Regions from separate parts of the Mus musculus genome. Here region 1 is linked to region 2. A link is a contact called in public Hi-C data. All regions are on one chromosome and are shown on one strand. The core of a region is the stretch at or near the end of the contact, and the rest is flanking DNA. Distances in the headings are between cores, read along the strand shown. Region 1 overlaps Anxa5 (annexin A5). Region 2 has its middle 62 kb from the start of Gm42208.

Region 1 (2,700 bases), core at 53-2,552, 110 kb after region 2:
TGTGATGAGACAGACGTGTGGTGCCTGAGCACAGGTAACCAGCCTCGTGGCAGAACATGGATTAGAATAAATGGGTTATCTTAGGTTATGAGCCATTAGGTTATTTCTGGGACTATGGGACTGGAGGAAGAAACTTCTACAATTATCTCAAGGAGGAGGAGGAGAAGGTAAAGAGCAGAGTTACAAGCAAACTCGAACACACTGAAATTTTAGGTTGTGCAAAATTTACTCTTTCTGCTGCTAGTAGAAGCTCCATAGTATTGTCCTAGCTGGTGAGGAAATAAATCTCTTCTCTTCACCTCCCCTCCTCCCACCAGGGGACCCTCCCCTCCCCAGCTTTCATCCCACCAGGAAACTGTTTTACACACACACACACACACACACACACACACACAGAGGAACACATGCACCTCCACCCCACCCCACCCCCTTCCTCCATCCACACCCTACCCCCACCTCCCATCCCCCACCCCCCATTCTCTCTCCATCCTTTACCTCACCGCATTAGGAAGTTCAGTCTGCGATACTGCATGTTTTAGTACCCCAAGACCAACTATAGTTTTAGCTTTAACTAATACTACTGTCAAGTGCCTGCTTTCAAAGGGATATCATTGTTAAATAAGCTTTCTAAACACAAACCTACACAGGATTTGGAGGGAAGGGAATGTTTTTATTTGTCGCCAATGTTTTGGATACTACCATCATAATTTTGCAGGTCTGCTAGAGCAGTAAGCTTGATTGACAGCATTTCCAAGAGTTCACAATTTCACCGCTAAGGTTCCAATCAAGATAATAGGGTTATTAACTTAATATAAATGAAGCTTTAAAAAAGGATATAAAAAGCAATTCATAGACAATATTAATAACTCAGACATTGGACTGAGAGATATGGGAAGGTCACTACCTACTGTAGACAGAACATCAGAAGGGCGGGACACTGCTTTCATCTAAGACACCTTTGGTCATTAGCATACTAGTGTAAGGCAGCGCGGCAGGCACAGAATGCAAGCAAGTGTGGTGCTGAGGAAAGCTGATGGTGGGCAGCAGGCACAGGGCGCTCCAGGCGGCTCTCAGTCATCCTCGCCCCCGCAGAGCAGCAGCAGGGCCTTCTTATAGTCTCCAGATGTGTCGCCCTGGAACCCAAACACACTCTGTCAACTCCATGACTCACAAAAGCCACAGGAAATAAAAAGATGAGGAAATGGCTGAGGGTGACTATCGTTCCTGTGACTTTTCTCCCCACTGGGCAACTTCTCTGCATGACTCTCACAACAGGAATGTTACACAGGGAAATTCCTACCAATACCGCTCAGTTTAACTTTCTAATTTTACCCCTCGAGGGCTGTTCTCTTAATGGAGTGGACTGTGTTCTTCCATGGAGAAGCAGAGAAGCCGTTCCAAGTATGTTAAATCATCATGCCTTCAAACAGACGCCCAGTTTCTCTCGGGTAACAAAGGCATGCAGGGCCTCTCAGGGGCTGTGGCTTTGCCTCGGACATGGGCATAGGGCATGCCTTCCTTGGGCTCCCCTCATGCCGCTTATGTGTGAAATGCTAGTGTCTTAAGTGCACAGACTCGCTGGCAACCCTCAACCCAAGCTCCACACACCACACACATTAAATCCAACGCTTTTGCTCAACTGAAACCTCTCTCTACACGTGGTCCACAAGGAAAGATGTCAAGAGACTTCCTTTCAGCCACACTTCAAGGTCACAGGGGTCTCTTGCTGCAGCTATGACCTGACACCAGGGGCACAGTGACCACAGACAAGGAAGAAAGAAACACTGACGAGAGGGAGGAGCTAACAAAGGCAGCTGATACTGATGGATACACAAGCACACATTCTAAAAACGGACAAAGCCTTGGGTCGGTTGAGCCTTGGCCGGGGCTGTAACCCAGCTCCCCCTTTATCCTTCTTTAGAACCCCTCTAATCCTATGACTAATATTTTAACTTAGCACGGGAACTGGATTCTTCCATCCATTTCCTTCATGCTGCCCGATCTGGCTCTGTGTTTCTAATGTAAACCAAAGTTCTACCTTGATCATAGAATACAGGGAGGTGGCGAAGTTCTTCCTAAACTCCTTCCTTATGTTAAACAGGTCAATCTCACTCCTCGACACCACGACTCTGATGAGGGTGTGATCGTCCGTCCCAGCACCCTTTAAAGGAGAAAAGAGTGCAGGTGTTAAAAGTCTTCACATACAGCACCAAATGCCCCTGGTTTGAGGTAAATCATTGAAGTCTGGTAACGTAGAAGAAACAGGCTACACATCGGAAAGAGACATGCATCCCCAGGCTGTCACATGAAGCATAGTCAGAGCTAGAGAAGGCTGCATTTATTAGATGCAGGGTGTCTACTCACCTTCATGGCATAGTAGAGGGTCTCTGCAAGGTAGGCAGGTATGCTCCGAATAGACTTCACTAAGAAAACACATAGTACAACTGTCAAAAGCTATTCGGACATGAAGAATGATGTAATCAAAATGCAAACACTGTCTCCTGTTCTTAGCTCTGCTTCTAAGTGTAAAAGTGAGGTGCCCTGCAGAGGGGCATCTGCAAGCTGCTGGGGTTCCCTCCGCAGCTGTCTTCTGACTCTCTAGCTTGGCTCTCTTCAGAGGACTGTGCGGGTCCAGAAAGGCCCTGGAAAAGAGGCTCTTCTCTGTGCCCCTTTGTTCTCTGCGGTCTTTGTTGGCACCTG
Region 2 (2,700 bases), core at 11-2,510:
CCTTGCCCACTGGCCACTATTCTTCATTAGCTGTGAGGTCTCTCCTTCACTTATTTCACATAAATAAAAGACTCATAAGTTTTTAAGGCAACTTTCTCCTTAAAATGTTGCAACAGCACTCCATCTCCATGAGCTGTCGTCACGCACTCTATCAAACCATGAGATGAATACAGCACCCACCCCATATGTGGAGATTCCTGCTGTGAAACCACATAGAGCTGATTTATAGATTGTTTATGACCATACACAGGTACCTAAGGTCACATTTTTCTTTTAATTAAAACTTTATTGTAAATAACTTACAAATTAAAAAAAAATCACAGATTAGTCAGACCCAAAGACTATATATCTTGTTTGAACTTTTATACAGTTAAAATAGTCATTTTGAAGTTACAGAGTTTCACTTTTACTATCAATTATATTTTTATGCACTTACCCTGTCCTAGTTTGCTTTTTGTTGCTATGACAAATGCCATTCTCCACAACAATTTGAGGAAGAAAGGAATCACCTGGCTTTTGAGTTTCCAAGGCCTGTACCATGAAGGAAGTACACAAAGTCATTTGCCAAGGGGCATCTGTCTCCAAAACATGTGTGTGTGTGTGTGTGTGTGTGTGTGTGTGTGTGTGTGTTGTATACAAAACAACCTAAACAACCAAGCAAGCAAATAAACAACAATAAAACCTGTTTCAGCCACCATTGTTTATCACACACCACCCTAAACCTTAGCTACAGAACATACCAATAACTACAGAACGTTAAAGAACAACACACTGCCTCATCTGAATGAGAGCTAGGCCATCCCAAGAGTGAGTGGCTAGGTGAAGGTGAAGGTGAAGGTGAAGGTGAAGGTGAAGGTGAAGGTGAAGGTGAAGGTGAAGGTGAAGGTGTTGGCCAGTTAAGATATCCTAAAGGCTATTCCCTCCCATACTCTACCTGGACTGAAGAGACACTAAGAGGAATGGTGTGCAGGAGTTTGAAGCTGTAGGTAATATAGCCCTATAATTTCATAACAAGAGCTTAGTGGGATGTTCTGGCTGGTGTTCCGACCAGAATGTCAGTAGAAATATGGACAGCCGAAGCCAGGCTCGTGAGATTGGGGAGGGGCACTCACTGTGAGTTGAATGAGAGGCATTAATGCTACATTCTGGCAATGAATCTGGCTGTGTTTTCCGCCTATTTTTCTGAAAAATTGTTTAAGGCTGAATTCAAAGGAATGGACTAAGTTGGTTGGTGGAGGACATTTCAAAACAGCTAAACATCCAGGCTGTGACATAACCATTGCTCACCACTCTCTGATTCACAATATGGGGGCTGGTGAGAGGCTGAGCAGGAAAAGGAACTGGCTGCCTGCCAAGCCTGTGGACTTGAGTTTATGCTCCAGAGCCCACACGGTTCTAGGAAAGAGAGAACTGACTCCCACAAATTATGCTCTAACCCTCCCCCACAAACATGTCATGCACACACACGTGAAAATCACACATGTGGGCAAAGAGCACAATGTAGTAAGAAGTGTGGACAGAGTCGCTGTTATCACTGAAGAGACCTGCTCTTCGAGAGCAGCATCTACACACTGAGAAAAGCTCTTGCAGGGTAAGACTTCGCATATCTAGAACCTCAGCTTGTAAAAATGCAAATTCGTTTGAAAAAAAGAATGCCTGAACCAAGTCCTCAGGGCATCCTGCCCAAGTGAAACCACTTAGAAATGTTCTCTCCCTGGGCACAACAGAGCAGGTGCCCTGAAACTACTGAAGACCAGTGGTGGAAGGAAGGAAGGCAAACTACATTGCCCAACCACCTCCAGTAGGATGTGTGTGACAAGTTCCACAGACTGAGGCGGTTGATCTCGAAAGGGGGAGGCCTCCTGGAACCTCGCTGGAGAAAAATTATTGCGCCGTAGTTCTCATGGCAATCTATCTGTTTTGTTTTCTCCTATGCCTTTCCTTATTTACATGTTCCTGGTAGCCTAGGGCAATAATGGGTAAGAAACCATCTCTTGAGATGGGGTCACTAACATGGCCTTAGCCCCGGGGAAACCAATGCTTTACTTTTTAAATCATTTACAACACTATAATGATAGATAAAAAAAAAACTTTACCAACAATACAATTTCATATGGCTGCACGTGTGTCATCGGAGGTGGGTTTTGGTATGTGGTAAAGAAAGCCTTAATTAGAAAGAATTAAAATAGTTTAAATTTATGTGCTGAAGATTTATAGAAAATCAGGCATTAGCTGTTAAATAATAGCTGACCATATGGGGCTGGAGAGGTAGCTCAGCGGTTAAGAGCACTGACCATAAAGATCTATTAACCTGCTTGGAAATATGCCACTAGCCCCACTAAATTCATCCTTTTGGAATTGTTATGTTTTGATGATTTATATTAATAATGATGTTACCTGTTCTGTTTGTGATTCACTGAACACATAGTTTCAGAGTTGTAATGCTTAGAAGATTTTTGTGCTTTACTGTGCCAAATGATTTTTGTTGGTATTTGTGATTGTTTCGCTGGATACAGATTCTAAGAGATGTAATGTCTAGTTTTTTAATATATAAAATCCCTTGCTTGAGAGCTGCAAAATACACTCAGATTCAAAGTGTGTCTGTGTTTGTTTCTGTTTGTCACCGCCGAATCCTTACCCACCTAGCTTCGAGGACCCTCATTCCAGGGACCCCCATACCCGACTGGGGTGGTCTGTGGC

What was found. Hi-C and Micro-C count contacts between places; a contact is called where the count stands out from the background.
Region 1: a contact with region 2 is called in a Hi-C map of the 63-12 cell line, with 3 times the contacts expected there. The contact joins two enhancer-like sites. A contact is called at or near these places in 1 of 39 promoter capture datasets (hippocampal neurons), 2 of 15 datasets of contacts at CTCF or cohesin (large pre-B cells and pro-B cells), 45 of 484 Hi-C or Micro-C datasets (3T3-L1-derived adipocytes, the 63-12 cell line, the C2C12 cell line and 24 more) and 5 of 115 datasets of contacts at active chromatin or transcription factors (the 230-238 cell line, acute myeloid leukemia and embryonic stem cells).

Annotation. Positions count from the first base shown.
Region 1 is chr3:36,448,274-36,450,973 of GRCm38.p6, forward strand. Anxa5 (annexin A5) reads right to left here. Exons shown (of 13, transcript NM_009673.2): 11 at 2,365-2,423; 12 at 2,039-2,161; 13 at 650-1,133. The coding sequence ends at 1,071. Among named protein-coding and RNA genes, the nearest start is that of Mir7009, 26 kb to the right of the region's middle. Within about 2 kb of position 1,303, at least 126 of the 459 cell types and tissues checked have an H3K27ac peak or open chromatin away from gene starts, as enhancers often do. A contact at or near this core is called in the 63-12 cell line, the C2C12 cell line, the HL-1 cell line and 2 more, where this site is marked.
Region 2 is chr3:36,339,706-36,342,405 of GRCm38.p6, forward strand. No RefSeq gene overlaps it. Among named protein-coding and RNA genes, the nearest start is that of Gm42208, 62 kb to the left of the region's middle. Within about 2 kb of position 1,261, at least 39 of the 459 cell types and tissues checked have an H3K27ac peak or open chromatin away from gene starts, as enhancers often do. A contact at or near this core is called in the 63-12 cell line, the C2C12 cell line, the HL-1 cell line and 2 more, where this site is marked.